Regions from separate parts of the Sus scrofa genome. Here region 2 is linked to region 1. A link is a contact called in public Hi-C data. All regions are on one chromosome and are shown on one strand. Each heading gives the region's core, a stretch centred on a gene start, on an enhancer-like site or on the middle of the called end of the contact. The rest is flanking DNA. Distances are from core to core; before and after follow the strand shown. Region 1 holds the start of MILR1 (allergin-1). Region 2 overlaps TEX2 (testis-expressed protein 2).

What was found. Hi-C and Micro-C count contacts between places; a contact is called where the count stands out from the background.
Region 2: a Hi-C map of skeletal muscle shows a contact between it and region 1, with 5 times the contacts expected there. The contact joins the enhancer-like site here to the promoter of MILR1 in region 1. A contact is called at or near these places in 2 of 5 promoter capture datasets (fetal liver and liver), 15 of 47 Hi-C or Micro-C datasets (alveolar macrophages, embryonic fibroblasts, heart right ventricle and 6 more) and 2 of 2 datasets of contacts at active chromatin or transcription factors (alveolar macrophages and skeletal muscle).

Annotation. Positions count from the first base shown.
Region 1 is chr12:14,636,490-14,639,265 of Sscrofa11.1, reverse strand. It overlaps MILR1 (allergin-1), which reads left to right and starts at 1,320. Exons shown (of 9, transcript XM_021066766.1): 1 at 1,320-2,656. The coding sequence starts at 2,569.
Region 2 is chr12:14,854,856-14,857,631 of Sscrofa11.1, reverse strand. TEX2 (testis-expressed protein 2) reads right to left here. Exons shown (of 15, transcript XM_021066767.1): 11 at 1-12. Among named protein-coding and RNA genes, the nearest start is that of ERN1, 26 kb to the left of the region's middle. Within about 2 kb of position 1,396, at least 9 of the 83 cell types and tissues checked have an H3K27ac peak or open chromatin away from gene starts, as enhancers often do. A contact at or near this core is called in fetal liver and skeletal muscle, where this site is marked.

The DNA.
Region 1 (2,776 bases), core at 71-2,570:
ATTTATATCACCTGAATAGTTTTATAATATAGCTTAGTTTATTTAGAGATAAAGCAGGAGTGGTGAAATATATTTTAAAATATTGGATCCGTGGAGTTCCCATTGTGGCGCAGTGATTAACGAATCCACTAGGAACCATGAGGTTGCGGGTTAGATCCCTGCCCTTGCTCAGTGGGCTAAGGATCCGGCGTGGCTGTGAGCTGTGGTGTAGGTTGCAGACACGGCTCGGATCCTGTGTTGCTGTGGCTCTGGGTAGGCTGGCAGCTATAGCTCTGGTTAGACCCCTAGCCTGGGAACCTCCATATGCCGAGGGAGCGGCCCAGAAATGGCATAAAGACAAAAAATAATAATAATAAAAAAATAAAATATTGGATCCGTGTGTTGTGTATTTCTCTCCTGGTTGTAAAATATTTTTAATAATACCTCTGCACACCTCATAGAGGTTCTGTAAGGAGTGTGAAGCTCTTAGACAACAGAAAGCCTAACTTTACTGTTTGACTATTTAGTGTTATCAAGTTTATCAATATGGCAAATTGCTGTGGACCATGACAAGGTGCATCTGTCTTGATCTGGGCCCCAAGGAACGTGCCTGGTCCGTGGATGAACTTTTTCTTTTTCCATTTGATTTGTTGTGTAGCCTCTGACATATCACGATCCTTTTCCCAGGGCCTCACTAAGGCAATGCTAGCAACGTTTACAGCAGCTCTAAGCAGCACTTCCCCTGGTTTCCTTTGTTGTCTTTGTGTCCAAGCTGCGGTTTGCAAGCTTCCTGCCCCAGCTGAAAGTTCTACTCACAGCAATGCCCCAGACGTGTCAGCGTTTCTGGAGAACCCAGATCTCTCCCATGCTCAGGCCAGGATGGATGGACAATGGAGGGAAAAGTCAAGAAGGAAACCTCTGATTCCCTTTAGCAGAAATTCTGGCATTGTGGGTCATCCTATCAGAGAGTAAATCTGTGGGGTTCTTTCTCTCCCTCTTCTTTAGTGAAAGAAACCGCCACCAATATCACAGTATCAAAGCATCGAGTGCCGTCTTTGTTAGAAGGCTGGGTGCTTGAGAAGTGACTTTTATTTATTTATTTATTTATTATTTATTTATTTTGCCTTTTTAGGGCCACAAATGAGGCATATGGAGGTTTCCAGGCTAGGGGTCTAATCGGAGCTGTAGCCGCCGGCCTAAGCCAGAACCACAGCAAGCCCAGACCGAGCTGCGTCTGCGACCTACATACACCACAGCTCACGGCAACACAGGATTCTTAACCCACTGAGTGAGGCCAGGAATCAAAGCTGCAACCTCATGGATTCGTTAACCACTGAGCCACAACGGGAACTCCCAGAAGTGACTTTTCAGGTCAGAAGGAAATAAAAGCCTTTTATGAACTGAAAGCTAAATAAGATGAATTGCTTCCAGACAGTGAAGGCCAGACAAAGAGGAAATGGGGGTGACGGCAGCAGGCCCGGGCTCTGCTCAGACCCCCAGGGGTGGCCAGATGTGGGACCGGAAATGACTGACCACCACAGGAGGGACCTGGGGAGCCCGAGCAAGAAGCACCTGGAGTGAGTTCTTATGGAGGTTGGATGATGTCCTAGAGGAACTTGTACCTGGGCAGGGAGGGCCCTGTCTTCCCCACAGAGAGGGCGCCTGTCCATGGGAATGTGTGAGACCTACAGGACCAACCCTGGGTGGCAACAAGAATCAGTAACACAAGTGGCCCAGCTCAGTTACACCTCCTGCCACTTGGGAACCTCTCACCACTTCCCACTTCAGGCTGGCAACAGCAAAGTGTGTGGCTTTGTTACTGCATGCACTTTGCAGAGTCAGGAGAATTCTGGATTGGGTAGTGGTGAATCACAAGTCACTGTGGGTTGTAATTTAGAGACTCTGAGACCACTGGGGCCCTTGTGAAAATTCAGAGTCCCAGGTTTCACCCCCAGTAAGCTTGGAGCAGGGCCTAGGAACCAGCAATGAACACAATCAGGCATTTCTGCTGCCACGTTTCTTTCTTTCTTTCTTTCTTTTTGGTCTTTTTAGGGCTGCACCCACGGCCTATGGAGGTTCCCAGGCTAGGAGTCAAATAAGACCTGTAGCCACAGGCTTATGCCACAGCCATGTTTCCATGTGTCTCTGTAGAGTCAATATTGCTTCCCAAGACTAAACCGCACTTCTGCTAATTCCTTTAGACATAGGCTGAATCCAGAAAGAGATGAGCAGGTGGGTTTACATAAAGACAACACTTTTTCTTTTCCCACTGTCCAACTTCCCAGCCAGCCTGAACTACAGGCAACCTGCCATATCTCTGCTTACAAGAACTCTCAGGGTCACACCAACCAGTCTTCTGTGTCAGGCTTTGTTCATGCAACTCTGACTTCTCTAACTTGGTCAAAAAGGAGGAAGTTCTCTAAGTGATTTACCACCCGGGTTCCACCAAGCCTCCCTCGTCCTCCTCTTGATTTCATTCAGGAGAATGTGGAGCCATCTGAACAAACTATTCTTTGGGGGCATTTTGCCTTCTGTCGCATTTAAGGCGTCCTTACCATTCTGAAGCTTGAACCTCCAAATCGAAACACCATGTGGAAAAAGAGTCTTCTCATGTTCCTTTTCTCTCTTCCAGTTCAAAAGGCTGCACTGGATTGTGAGAGGATGAGAAAAACAAATGGTAAGTTTCACTTACTTTACTCTTCTACTAAAGCTGTCTTCACCGAAGCAATGAGATGGTCAGCTTTAAGCATGACCATTCATGAATGGGTTTTTCTATGCTTTTTGATGAACAACCAAA
Region 2 (2,776 bases), core at 147-2,646, 220 kb before region 1:
CTGGGCCTGCAACTGAGCAGGGCAGAGTCAGCACGGCAGGCTGCCCAGCACCAGGCTCCGCTTAGAAAGAGCACGCGCTCCACCCCCACTACTGCCGGTCATCACTCTCCACCACCCACCCCGCCCAGAAGAGGCCCAATCCAAGGGTCCTCGGATTGGCCTGGCTCCCCGGGAGACTCTTCAGCGCCGAGTCCCCTGGCAGGACCGCAGAGGACTTGGGCCTGAAGGGTTCGATTCTGCGCATGCGTCAGAAAGACAGGCGGTGGGAGCGTGATGCAGTCACACAAGATGCAGTGATTTCGTCAACAGTGCAGCGTGGCCAATGGGAGGGTGAGTGGAAAGAAGGATGGTTGCACGGATCAGGTGAGAGCTCATGTTGGTGACATGACCACCTCACAGGTGACGGGGATGTTCAGGCAAGTCCCCTGACTCGCTGAGTTCAACAACATGAGGCGTTTGGGCCTGGTTACCTCCAGGTTAGATTTGGCTCAAGAATCCTTCCTGAGATTACATATCTTACCCCATGCCTGCCCCAGCTCCTGAAGGTCACAGAAAAGAGCCAACAACCACAGGGTACAAATCTCAAGGGACTCGAGGGAGCAACTGATATGAGGACTCAGGAACTTTCCGGAGAAACTAATTTAAAACCTTTTTTAAATGAAGTAATGAAAAGCTTCACCCGAGAGCAATGTCCCTCATTAGTCTTTCCAGGTGGATCCTTGGTTTCCAGAGGCCTGGGGGCTGCTGGGTCACCTGCAGTGGTGAACGATCAAGCTCCCCTGTGAGGGTACTGGGTGGGGTGGGGGTGGGGTTCCTGGCTGAGCTTCAGCCACACAAAAGGCGGCTGCCTCCTCTGATGGTGCCTTTGCTTCAGAGGGGCAGATGGCAGAGCCCATCTCTGAGGCTCAGAGACTTAAGGGGGATGAAATGAACAAGGGACAGAGTAGCCTTTGAACACTGTCAAGCTACCAAACGGTGGCTAAGCAGAGAGGGGACCTTGTATTTTTGACGAGGACAAAATCACCAGGATGGGGAAGGTAACACAGCTTAGGTCTCATCTCCCTTTGGGGTCTTCCTCGGGTGATGTCCTTGAGCTACCAGACGCCCACAGGGACAGCCATCTTCTGGCCAAAAGGGCCAAGGGCACCCAAGGGCAGAGCACGCCTGGCGATGTTGAAGGCCCAGCAGAGGCCCCAGCACTGGGAGGAGGGTACTGAAATCTCCGCCTGAAACAGGAGCCCGGCTGTAAGAAGACCGCACGAATATTCTCCCTGGCAGGACACCCGGATCCTCTCCATCCTGGCTCTGAAACACTAGAGCCAGCGCTCCAGCCAACCCGCTTGAATGCAGCGTGAAAAGGGGACGCCCTCTGCAGACACAAAAGCCTCCTGTCCCTGGCTGAGGGGGAGCACCTGACTCCTCCTCCTCGCATCAGAGGCCTGGCTAGTCCAGGCGATGCTCATGTGTGTCCTTCTGAGCTTTCAGGGTTAGGCGGCCCTCACTGAGCTCTTCTGTGGGAAATGTACAGAGCAGAAGATGATTCCCAAGAAAGCCTACCCTGGGTCTTGGGATGAAAGAAGTCAGGGAGGTAAAGCCCCAAAGATAACGGGACCGTCTCAGAAACCCTACTCCTCCATCGCTAACATGGCCGTGCCCCCAGCTCAGACCTGGTGCTGCCAGGTAAGGAGTCTACACAGCACAGAAGGCTGCCTTACTATCCTGGACCACAGTGAAGCATGCAGAGCCACCGCCCCCTTCTGTCCCCACTGGTATTTGTCATCTGGCAGCCTCCAGACCTGGAGGAAAAGATGCCAAAGGCTGAGCACTGCAGTGAGCTCTTGGGTTCCTGAATTAATCCTCTGTGGGACAGAGAACAGGACAATTTTGTGGCTTGAAGTTAATAATTTAGACAAAGCTGTATCAGTTAAAACACACCAGATGACATGAAATTCTGACTCTGACCAAATGGCACCTCTCCCTCTGCATGGGGAGCTGTGTTATGCAGCTCCCAATTCTTACTCATTAGGAGGGTAACTAAATGTTTGGCTGATATTCAGGTTTTATAACTAAACATGCATTTTGTGATCTCAACCTTATGATGCCAGCATGAATTTCAGAGAAAGACACCTGCACAGTCTTATATAAGATGTGTTAGAACATGACAAGCCTATTTTTTAAAGCACACCTTCAAATTCCAGATGAGTGTGATAGCCTTTCAAAGAGCCACCTTACAGGGCTTATTCCAGTTCTGCTGCCTTTGCTAAAAATCTTTTTAGAAATGTGCTTGGAGTCAGACACATAGGAAAAAGTGAATCATTTCACCTTTTTTTCTTGGGGGGGGGTCTTTTTGTCTTTTTAGGGCCACACCCACGGTATATGGAGGTTCCCAGGCTAAGGGTTGAATCAGAGCTGCAGCCACCAGCCTACTCCAGAGCCACAGCAATGCCAGATCCGAGCCTCATCTGTGACCTACACCACAGCTCACGGCAACACAATCCTCAACTCACTGAGCAAGGCCAGGGATTGAACCCACATTCTCATGGATGCCAGTCGGGCTCACTAACGGTTGAGCCACGACGGGAACTCCAAAGAACGAATCATTTTATCACTGATACTTTTTTTTGTTGTCTTTTTGCCTTTTTGTCTTATCTAGGGCTGCACCCACGGCATACAGAAGTTCCCAGGCTAGGGGTCCAATCCAAGCTATAGCCGCCAGCCTATGCCACAGCCGCAGCAAGGTGGGATCTGAAACGCATCTGCAACCTACACCACAGCT